Linked DNA regions of Zea mays: region 2 is linked to region 1. Evidence: chromatin contacts called from public Hi-C data. All regions are on one chromosome and are shown on one strand. Each heading gives the region's core, a stretch centred on a gene start, on an enhancer-like site or on the middle of the called end of the contact. The rest is flanking DNA. Distances are from core to core; before and after follow the strand shown.

The links. A called contact is a pair of places that touch in the nucleus more often than the background predicts.
Region 2: a Hi-C map of endosperm shows a contact between it and region 1, with 2.5 times the contacts expected there. The contact joins the promoter of LOC100281686 here to the promoter of LOC103633243 in region 1. A contact is called at or near these places in 7 of 25 Hi-C or Micro-C datasets (bundle sheath, ear, endosperm and 2 more).

Annotation. Positions count from the first base shown.
Region 1 is chr7:162,847,653-162,853,548 of Zm-B73-REFERENCE-NAM-5.0, reverse strand. LOC103633243 (WAT1-related protein At5g64700) reads left to right here and starts at 4,613. Exons shown (of 6, transcript XM_008654940.4): 1 at 4,613-5,001; 2 at 5,222-5,287; 3 at 5,399-5,515; 4 at 5,649-5,896. The coding sequence starts at 4,823.
Region 2 is chr7:163,031,843-163,038,098 of Zm-B73-REFERENCE-NAM-5.0, reverse strand. It overlaps LOC100281686, which reads right to left and starts at 3,976. Exons shown (of 11, transcript NM_001154606.2): 1 at 3,461-3,976; 2 at 2,707-2,802; 3 at 2,492-2,595. The coding sequence starts at 3,562.

The DNA.
Region 1 (5,896 bases), core at 3,364-5,863:
ATCCAGGCGGGCCCAAAAGTCAGAGCTCCAACGGTCGGAACCCAACGGCTTTGGTGACGTGGCTGGCGCACCGGACTGTCCGGTGTGCACCGGACTGTCCGGTGCACCATACGACAGCCAGCCTGCACCAAACGGCTAGTTTGGTGGTTGGGGCTATAAATACCCCCCAACCACCCCACATTCAAGTCATCCAAGTTTTCCACTTCTCAACTACTTACAAGAGCTCTAGCATTCAATTCTAGACACACCAAAGAGATCAAATCCTCTCCAAATTCCACACAACGCCCTAGTGATTAGAGAGAGAGAGATTTGCTTGTGTTCTTTCGAGCTCTTGCGCTTGGATTGCTTTCTTCTTTCTTGATTTCTTCTTGCGATCAAACTCACTTGTAATTGAGGCAAGAGACACCAATCTTGTGGTGGTCCTTGAGGGAACTTTGTGTTCCAAGTGATTGAGAAGAGAAAGCTCACTCGGTCCAAGGGACCGTTTGAGAGAGGGTAAGGGTTGAAAGAGACCCGGCCTTTGTGGCCTCCTCAACGGGGAGTAGGTTTGAGAGAACCGAACCTCGGTAAAACAAATCCGCGTGTCTCACTTCATTATTCGCTTGCGATTTGTTTTGCACTCTCTCTCTCGCGGACTCTATTATATTTCTAACGCTAACCCGGCTTGTAGTTGTGATTATTTTTGAGAATTTCAATTTCGCCATATTCACCCCCCCTCTAGGCGACTTTCACTAACACTAAAGGTCAAACAATGGATCGTACTACCTCTATGAGGGTCGAGGACAGAGCTTGACGATGGCCGACGAAGGCTACCCCGAACGCCATGGAGCCTGGTAGTAGGTCGACGCTAACTACCACAAACGCCATGGATCTTGGGTTGTGGCCGACGTGTTGGGTCTTTGTGGTGCCCTTGAGAGCTCACATTTACGTGTGGTGGGCCCCAACGGGGGGCCCTCACGGCCGGCAAGCCACCTCCAGTGAGGTTAGGTTCACGAAGTCGTAGCCCATGTTGGCCTCCTTCCTGAAATCCATTGGTAGGTAGAGGAAGTCATAGTGCGAAGTTCCCTTACCTAGCCAAATGCAAAGGAAGGAGGGCCAACTCCGCCCGGGAGACGGAATGCATCCGCCCCACGCCCAGCGAATGTCAAAGCTGGAACTTCATCGGTAGGCTAGGAGAATCATATTCCAGATTCCCCTTACTTGGCGCGTCAAATGTCGGTCATGGGAGCAGGGCCGATGACCTAGTATTTGGCACGCCAAATGTTCTATAAAAACTGGAGCGGTATAGAACATAATTTATTCCGACCATTTTTCACCCCTATCGATAGTAGAGGGCAAAGGAAATTTACTTACCTCTAAGGAATGCATATTTTTTTAGGGTTGTTGACTTATGGTATTTGTACCAACCACTAGCTATATACTCCATCCATTCGTTTTTATTTGTCGTCTGTTAGTACAAAGTTGAACTATGTGGCGACAAATAAATAAAAATGGATGTGGTATAAGGTATTTATATTTTCTTGAGGGTTGATGACGTAAAGGTATTTCTATCAACCGATAAGGATATGCATAAGAAAGAAAATAACCTTATGCTAAGCCAGTCACACGATTTTCATGCGCATGCGCTTACCAGATCATTCACAACCTAAAGTCTCGCATGAGCCTCTCCTACCACTTCATCACAAAGTCACTTGTGAGTAAGGATTTGTTTGTTTTATCTATTATTTGGCTTCTGTTGGCTAAAAGTTAGAAGCTGAAGCAAATAGCTCACTATTGAGTTGAATTCAAAAAGCTAGAAAGGTAGCTTATGAAAAAGGAACTAAAAACTAAAAGGCAAATTTGGTCCGTTTGGTTGGAGAACCACTAGAGTGAAATAGGTCCATTTCCAATTTGGAGGGTGGAGTGGCTTCATTCTAAATTTTAAGATCAGAGTGGAATCATTTCATTTTCTATTTGGACCCACCACAAAGAGAGGGAGAAGTGGAGCAGTGAGATTCCACAGTTTTTAGCGAACTAGTCCAATCTGATGGGAATATTTCTTATTTAGATCCACTTTGTTCGCTCGACAATCAAACGAAGAATGGAGCGGCTCCATCCCACTTCACTCGCCAACCAAACAAAGAGCACCATTTTTGGCTTTTGGTGTGCTCACAAACAAAAAAAATTAATACACAACCTAATAGTAAAGACAATAGCCAGAAGTCCAAAAATCGAAGCTCAAACAAGTAAATCCAAATTGGATGATATATTCCTTTTGCATTCGCTATATTGAATCTAGTAATGAATATTTAAGACTAATCAATTTCACATGCAAAAAGTTTTATATCTCATCAAATACTGTAACTTTGAATTAGATCATATTCTTTGTCTATCATTTGGAGAATTCCGACATTTTGATTTTAAAAATATGAGAACTCAAAACATAATTTTTGACTCTAAATGACTTTAAATCTATAAAGTTGGAGAGCTCAAAGAGTTATGCAACTTTGATATAAATATAACATGTTGCATGCTAGCAATTCAAAAACTAACTATATATCTCTGGTTAAGTGCCAATACAACTCAAAATTATACCCTCTGTGTGTCCCATGTAAAAAACACATTTCATTTAAAAATATGTCAAGGAAGCATTTGTCTATAAAATGCAATGCCTAAGATGGGACATGTAAAAGGAGATGCATATTTGTTTTGCCCCTTGCCCCGTGTGTGCCACTGTAGTTGTAACGCAAAAGCCTACAATAGGTGATGCATACACACGATGCATTTTACATGCCCGACCGAGGAGAGCCAAAAAAATGCATATCCTACATACCCTCTCTTCTCTATGCATCATGCACGACCGCACACGGCACACCGAAGCCATGGACGCGTTGTTCATAAGCATTTAATACACTGTCTTTTTTCCTAATGTGTGCCCATATATATCTCTCCGTTAGATGCGCTTTCATTTTGCATTGCCACGCAGCACTGTAGCATGGCACATTCGAGCTATTTGCCTCATATTTTCTCTCCCCGTTAGGGCCAGTCTAACCAACAAAACAACATTGTGTCGATTGTATTGGTGGTTAAGAGAAATGACTAGAAAAATTAACATTTTTTTCTTGACATGCACAAGCACAACAATTTACTCAAGGATTTAGGAATGTCTTGGTGGTTTCCAATTATACCTATACATTTTCTTGGAAGTATGGAATAATAGCTAAGAAAAATGTTGATTTACTTTGGTGATTTAGAGCATCTCCAAGATACTTTTTACTTTTGACTCTATATTTTACTCTGTATTTGTCTCTTCATAAAAATTAAACTATATATATATAACATCTCATTCCAACATATTCTCGAACATGTAATTTAGCTTGGCTAGCGAAAGTTGCTAGCCAAATTTGGCTAGTAAGAGAGTCAATTTAGAGAGCCGGATAATTTGGCAATTTAAATGGCTAGTCTGTTGGAGAGCTATTTCGTTATTAAATAGCTAAAATTTAGCTTGACAAACTATTTAGCTAGTCTCTTGGAGATGCTCTTATAATAACTCGTTAAAATATAAAACTGCTTTGGCGGTTCTCAATAGCATGCAAGTAAATATGTCATTATCTTGGGGGTTTGATGAGTTAGGACTCAAGAATTATACATGTATATTTCCTTGGAGGCATCTTACAATTGCCAAGGTAATGAAATATCCTTTGATCCTTCAATTTCGCCTCCGAGAAAATTATTATCTGTCAAAGAGATATTCCATCTTTTTTTAAGGAAGAGAACATATCTAATGCACATGAAAGATTGGTGCACATGGTGCACATATTAAATCATCACCACTCATTTTAGATCTAACGTCTCTAGTTATTTGGTATATTTTGCTGAGAACACCTCCAATGTGGTGGTGTGTAGTGGTGGAAGGTGTTATTTGTAAATTGAATGATCAACTAGAGACGTTAGATCTAAAATGAGTGGTGATGATTTAATATGTGCACCATGTGCATCAATCTTCCATGTGCACAAGATATGTCCCCTTTAAGGAAAGGTAGCTGTTACCTTTGATATTCTCTTTCCTTGGATGGGGTTCATTCTTTTTTTTCATTACTTGTAGGCGCTAGAAAAATGTCTTCTTAATGAAGACTTCTGGTTGATATAAAAAACATCAGTCATCGCAAAACCTTAATCAATTTGACGGCAGAGCACGTGATTACCTTTCTTATAAAAAGTAAACCATGCCAGGAGTTCAGGGAAGCTTCTCCCATGAACACCTTTTCCATAAACAAACCCATGCATGCCACAAATTAGGAGGCTTTTTATCCAACAAACTTGTGTTCTACTTATTCTAGTGGCAGCTGGGTTATTATTCGTCTGTGGCCAGCCGCACTACTGAATGTTTTGTAGTATAAGCATCATGACCACTTGGGCAATTAAGATCCATCCTTCTTTTTTTGATTAAGAAAGAAAAGAACTAATGCTGTCCATCGTCTCGAAAGCAGATATATATCTTGTAATGCTAAATTTTGCAGCAGCAAACAACAGAGCAAAAAAAAAACTTGGTATCTTTTAAGGGAGAAAAAGAAATGCCTCTATAAATCTCGATCACTGTGCTGCTTGATATTTCTGTTGTCCGGAACGCATGCATGAACATGCAGAGAACTTTCAGCCCCCGCTCTTCCATGTCACTTTATACTCTCTTTATGCAGTCCTGGCAATTCACACAAACGAACCTGGCTGGCTCGTCGCCGTCCTCGCGTATATATAGCGGCGCTAAGTGAGCTCTGGGGCAGGCACAGCGGCAGTGTTGATGCGCCACCGATCCTTGTCCTGTACTGTGTAGTGGGTAGCCTCCATGGGTAGCGGCAACGGCAAGGTGTACGCCACGGTGGTGCTCATCAGGCTCATCTACGCGGGGATGCACATCCTCACCAAGGCGGCCTTCAACGAAGGCACGAGCACCACCGTCTTCGTCTTCTACCGGCACGCCGTCGCGGCCGTCTTCCTGCTGCCTTTCGCCTTCCTTGAGATCAGGTAGGTACCCGTTTATCTTCGGCCATGCTCATGCATGCAAGGACGACGAAGCTAGCGAGCAAGTCATAGGAGCCAGCTCCACTATATAATCGATTAATTAATCTACTGGCAAACAGTAAATCTGTATACGCATGTGTGCGTTGCTCTCTGTCAAGTCGCCGCGAATGGTAAGAGTAAGATAGTAGCAGCTCAGCTCATCTGGTGTTCTCTGCTGTTGCAGGAAGCGACCGGCGCCACCTCTGAACTTGAGGCTCTGCATGAAGATCTTTGCTCACGGCTTCTACGGGTATGTATGTTGGCGAATTTTCAGCACGCGCTAGCTAGTTTTGGCCGAGGCAGATTATTGTCTCTGTTCTTGTCGCTGGAAACACTGAGCGGTTCGCGTTCGTTGGATCAGGATGGCTGGAACGATCAACCTGTACTGCATTGGCCTGAAATATGCTTCGGCCACCTCTTCGTCGGCTATCTTCAACATCGTGCCGGTGGTCGCCTTCCTCTTGGCCGTCATGTTCAGGTCACTCACTGATCCAGCTTAATGATCGATTAGTCGCATTACTCGTGTCTTGTGGTAGCTAGCCGTTTCAGTAGTAGCAGCAGCTAGCCAGCTACTGACTGACGCTCGTCGTTCGTTTGTCTGCGATGGACAGGATGGAGACCCTGAAGCTCAGGAGCGTCCATGGCATAGCCAAAGCCTGCGGGATACTCCTCTGCGTCGCCGGCGTCATCGTGCTGGCGCTGTACCAGGGCCCCCAGCTCAAGTCGCCGAACCACCAGCAGCTGCTGAAGCAGCACGCGGGCGCGGCCGCCGCGCAGGTCCACCATTCCAGCAGGGAGTGGGCTCTGGGGATCTTCCTGATGACAACGTCGGTCGTGATATGGTCTCTCTGGACGGTGA
Region 2 (6,256 bases), core at 2,727-5,226, 190 kb before region 1:
CACCCTGCTTTGATTCTATAGCTAATATTTTCATCAATATCCATGTTTCTTTATAGTATTGATCTTAAGTATCGAAAGTTATCCTTTTTGGACACTACTTGACCTTTCAAACCAACTTCTCTTTCCTCATGGGTATTAGTGCCGAAATCACAACTTACATATTCGATTTTAGTTCTATTGAGTCTAAAATCTTTGGACTCTAGACTCTCTCTCCACAACTCCAGTTTCCTATTAACTCATGTCCCGCTTTCACCAACTAGCACTACATCGTCCGCAAAAAACATACACCTTGTATGTCCCTTCTGACCTCATCCATCACCATAGCAAAAAAGTAAGAGCTTAAAGTTGACCCTTGACGTAGTACTGTTCTAATCAGAAAGTCATTAGTGTCTCCATCTCTTGTTTGAACACTAGTTACAACATTGTTGTACATGTCCTTAACGAGTCCAACGTACTTCAATGGAATTTTATGTTTATGCAAAGTCCATCACATAGCCTTCCTTGGTATTTTGTCATAACCTTTCTTAAAGTCAATGAAAACCATGTATAGGCCATTCTTTTGCTCATTATACTGCTCCATCACTTGTCTTAATAAGAATATAGCTTCCATGGTTAACCTTTCGGGCATGAAACCAAATTAGTTCATAGAGATCCTTGTCATTTCTCTCAAACGATGCTCGATAACTCTCCCATAGCTTCACAGTACAACTCATCATCTTAATTTCGTGGTAATTAGTACAAACTTGAATATCTTCCTTATTCTTGAAGACCGATACCAATATACTTTTCCACTCATCAGGTATCTTGTTCACTCGAAAAAATATAGTTAAACAACTTGGTTAGCCATATTATAGCTATGTCCCTAAGGCATCTCCATGACTCAATTGGGATACCATCAGGACCCATTGCCTTATCCTCTTTGATCCTTTTCAATACCTCTCTAACCATAAATTCTTGGATCCTAAGCGCCTATTAGTGTCATCAAAAGAGTTGTCCAACTGAGGTTGTATCATCATTCTTTCAATTGAACAATTTGTTAAAATATTCTCACCATATATGTCTGATCTCATCCTCCCGAGAGGTGTTGCACTTCATCATTTATGCACTTAACTTGATTGAAGCACCTTCTCTTCCACTCAGGGACTCTAGCCATCCTATATGTCTTTCTCTCCTTCCTTCATACTCAAACATTAGCAAAGATTCGCGTATGCCCTACCCATTGCCACACTCGCAGCTCGCTTTACGGTCTTCTTTGCTACTTTGTACTTCTCTATGTTGTCCACACTCAGGTTATGGTTCAATTGTCTATAGCATTCTTTATTCTCCATAATAACCCTTTGGACTTTCTAATTCTACCATCAAATATCTTTAGCTTCGTCTCCACTCCTTTTGGTTGCTCAACAAACCTCTGAGACCACCTTTCGAATGTAGGTTGCCATCTTCTTCCACATGTTGTTTGCATTATCTTTTTCCTTCCAAGTGCCCTCTTTGATGGCCCTTTTCTTGAAGACTTCTGACGCCTTTCCTTTCGGTCTTCACCATTTTGTTCTCGTAATCTTAGCTTGTTTATCCCTATGGGTATGCACCTGAAAATGAATGACTGCCACCGCAAGCTTATGCTGAGAGACAACACACTTCTCAAGTATCACCTTGTAACTGAGGCATGATCATTTATCCTCTCGTATCGTGAGGATAAAGTCAATCTAACTAGAATGTTGGCTATTATTATAGGTCGCTAAATGGGACTCTCTTTTTCTAAATAAAATGTTGGCTATCAACGCATCAAAAGCTAAAGCAAAGTTCAAGACTTGCTCTCCCTATTGATTCCTACTACCATATCCAAAATCCCTATGAACCGTCTTCAAACCTACATTTATTGTACCTACATGTTCATTGAGATCTCCTATGAAAAAGCTTCTTACTAACAAGTATACCTCTATCTATGCCATCTAAGTTTTCCCAATAAAAATCTCTTACCACTCTCATGGTGGCCTACTTGAGGCCATACGGGTTAATTACGTTCAAGACCAAATTCAAGCTAAGCGAACATCATGTTTGGATAATTCTTTATTCCTATAAATAGAAATCATCAGAAAAAATTATTATAGAGATATCAGGAAGCATCTGCAATGCGAGGACAATACATGGGGAGGAACTAAACAATTACTTTATATGATAATTGAGTATAAACTGAAGCTTGCCATCCTCAAAAGGGGTGATGGTGCCAAACCTTATTTCTTTGTCTACACCACAAAGGTCACACTAACTTTTCTTGGTAGAAATATTGTATTTAGTAAGAGAAAAAACAGGAAATTTAAATGATGATCCAATATGGAATAACTAGCAGAAAAAAGCAACAATTTAATTGGTGAGTCGACATGCATTACTATCACTCTATAACTTTAAGGGGGCAAATACTTACAGATTTCCTAATGAGAAAAAATACCTATCAAACAAGAAATGCCCTATATATTTTTACTCAAGCAATTACCTCCGTATTTGCCTGATCTCTTCCCTTTCATCAAAGGTACTTCTGGGATCGAAACAACCAAGTAAGAATTCCCAGACCTCTCCTCTGACTGTCGGATGGACACCCTAAAAGAAGATAGATCATATTGATTGGTATGTAAACATTAGTAAATGAGCATAACACACATAAGAAATATCTGTAGGACAAGGAGCATATGTGAAACTAAGGAATCTTACTCCTCTTTGTATCCGGCTTAGGACTGAGGCAATATCAAGACAGCCATCGGGACTAAATGCAGCCTGCCATTTCCGAGCACTTAATGTTTTGCCAGCCTGAAATGGAGTAGATAAGATATAGTTGTTTGGAACAAGAAATGATTGTGTTTTTGTAGACAAAAGAACAAGTGTGACATCAAGTCCTCAACAGCACATGTAAAAATGCTATCAATATTGATATAGGAGTAAGTAAGCTTGCACCAAAACTCTTTGTCTTCGATCTGACCTAATTGAAACTATTATATAAACTGAGAAACTTGGATTCTGTAGCAGAGATTTGGCTACAAAAGAGTTATGAAAGAACTGAATGTATTGAGTGGGCTCATCTATTTGGTGCTGATAAGGCATGGAATGGGATACTATTAAGACAAGGACGAAGATTGATGCTAGTAGTACTGCAAAAACATCCCTTCTTTATCAAGCCAGCAATTTACAGAGCAGATGAAAGATGAGTTATTGGCTTATTGCAGCAATGAACCAACAGATTCTCCATCTTGCATTACACCAACACTAGGCAAAGCCAACTCTAAATTTATGGTGGTGCACTGCTAAGAAAACGTATATAATTTGATAGCAATATATGGTGAAAATTTATCTAATTAGCATTGGCACCAGGGAAGCTCAACGCTCAATGTAGCCATCGTCACACCAGAATCAAAATTGACGGATACATAATGAAAGAGAAGACAGACATATGAAGGTAGAAAAAACAGACCTTGATCTTGAACTTGCTCTTGGGCACACCGTCCGTGCAATCTGACCGTACCTCGTAGTAGGAATCCGCGGGCGTGCCGCTGCTGAGCCCCCATTTCATCATCCTCGAGCTCAATCAACGACAACACGCCACCAGGCCAACAGGTCAAATCCAATCAAGACGCGCTAAATGACAGCGACACCTTCGCGTTCGTTGAAGCACCCCGGTGAGGTTTCCACCAACAGTTTGACCTTCCAGCACTGACCCAAGAAACGGCTAGATAGATCACAAGAACGAGCCCGATCGCGCGCAATGGAGCAGGAGCGGAGCCAATCCCCCCTCGAACCTGCCTTCCTGCCTGCCTGCCTCCTGAACCGAAGTATGGGAGTTGGGACCGCAGGAGGAGGAGGAGGAAGGGAGGTTAAGGGGGGATGCGGTCGGGGAGAACGGGGAGGCCGGGTGGGATTAAATTAGGAGGAGGAAGAGGTCGGGAGCGACGGGGAGGGAGGAGGACGACCGGTTCCAAGCTGCCGCCACGCTCCAGCTCGCCGGCTTCCCCGGGCATTCTTTGCCCCGTCTTGGACGGTACGAGTTTGGGTTGGTGGGAAATGGACAGCTTCACTCCGACTCCGACGCGTTGCTATCTATAGAATACTAGTATATTGTGGATTTCGTCGGTAGGTATGGCAGTTATTATCCGTTAACTATTTTAACTAACGGGTTTCACTTTTTTGATTCATCATAACCTGCGGTGCTTTGCTGGAGCTGTAAGCTTGTAATAGTTATAGGTTGATTTAACTCTTTCCGTCCATGTATAGAAGGCAGCACTACTACAGCAGTATGCGAGGCTGTTGGAAGTTGGAAGTTGGAAGCAGGACAAAAATGGAGGTCATAGCTTAAAACTGCTGCGGATTAGAAAATGGTGCGGCAGTTCGCAGGACGATGATATTCAGCCAACTGATCGTCCTGCACTCCTGCTCCTGCTGCAATCTATATAAGAAAATACTGTAAAAAAGTAGAATTCAAGTGAATTAAAGCCACATCGAATTAGCTAATTTTTGTTTCTGTCCAAGACAAAAATGGATGAGAGCAGAAAGATTTGAGTGTTCTATAATATAGACGGCATACAACACTATTCATCACATAGGGTGAGGCATGACCGACCCAAACAATCACTGATGTGCAGATCAGCCCCCATACATTCTAAACCATCCACCGTGTGTCCCATGCTCTAATTGGGCGTTGTCGTACCTGATCAATCCACATGCTCAAATGGACTACTGTGTGTCTCGTGTTTTGACTGGACGATTAAATTGTAACAGTAATAAAATGACCGAAATTGTAAAGAAATGATTAAAGCTGTAATGTAATGACCAAAACGGTAACAAAATAACTTAATTAAACAGAGATGTGTACCACATTGCTGAACGAGTGAATAACTAAGAGAAAAAAAGAAAATGACTTAAATAATCATCAAAGTTTCTTAAATTAGATTATACATGATTAAGAAATACTTTAGTGTTACTAAATGTCTTAAAATATAACTAGTATGATGCCCGTGCGTTGCTACGGTTTTTCTTTGTTCATATCCGAAGGAGCATTGCTACGGTTTTTCTTTGTTAATATACAAAGGAACATTGTTCAATCTAAATCCGAACGAATGTAGAAAAATCTAGTTCCTAGACCAAATAAGTAGCACAAACATCAACTTTCAAATCCGAACGAACATATTGGTGATGTGCCCGTACATTGTCATGGAAGTTAAAAATTAATATAAAACATAGATACGGAACAACAAAAATTATTTAGCTTTGTTGCGACGGCACATAAATTATTTGATTAAATATTAGTACACATCAATTACATGGTTGAACATCTGATGGTGATATAGATAACAGTTAGTCATCAGACGACCGAAATGGTCTCGTGGTACAGTGCGTGAGATCTGGTGGCCCGCATGTATTATCGCCAAACGTGAACAGGAATATGCCAGCATCGTAGACGTCATTGTCCCACGTGGATGTGACAGTGTCCTCTGGCGAGTAGCTACAGAAGCCTTCATCTAGCTCATCCTCGAAGCCCCTAGATCTGGCTGTCGAGCACGGCGCCAGCGGACTCCAGCGGCCCGGCGAGGCCAACCTCCTCCAAAGAGGAGGCTCGTCCTCGAAGCCCTGGATCTAGTCTTCGAGCGCGGTAGCAGTAAGATCCAATTGAAACATTAATATTCAAAGCCACATGCTTAATAATAATAATATCATCATATGCAAATGAAATTGTTGGTCCCTTATTTTAGAAGACAACAAATATATGTGCATTTAAAATATTGTTTTACTTTTAAAAAAATTGCATATGCATGTTGTTTTCAGTCAAAGACAATGAGAAAAAAATATGTATATAGTATATATATTCCTGCGCTATATATATTAAAATATTTTCATGTCTGCACATCAGGTGCTCCTTTTTCAACAACAGCTTGCTTTTCAGCTGCTTTTATTATCTTCTCATACTTCTATTTCTTAAATGTTTTTTCTTCCTCTGCCTTCTCTATAAATCTCTTTTGCTCTACATGGATGGGAAGACTTATTTCAATAACAAAGCTACAAACACCAAGCATTTGTTTCATATACCGCTCTTTGACAAATGGCTCAATACCAATGGATACAAAGACCACACCTTTGAGTTAAGTCCTTGGATACAAAGACCACACCTTTGAGTTAAGTCATTGGAGTATCAAACAAACACGCACACGTACCATGTCTGCACTACACAAAGTAATTCACACGAGCGATAACTGTACAGCGCATGCTAAGCTGCTAG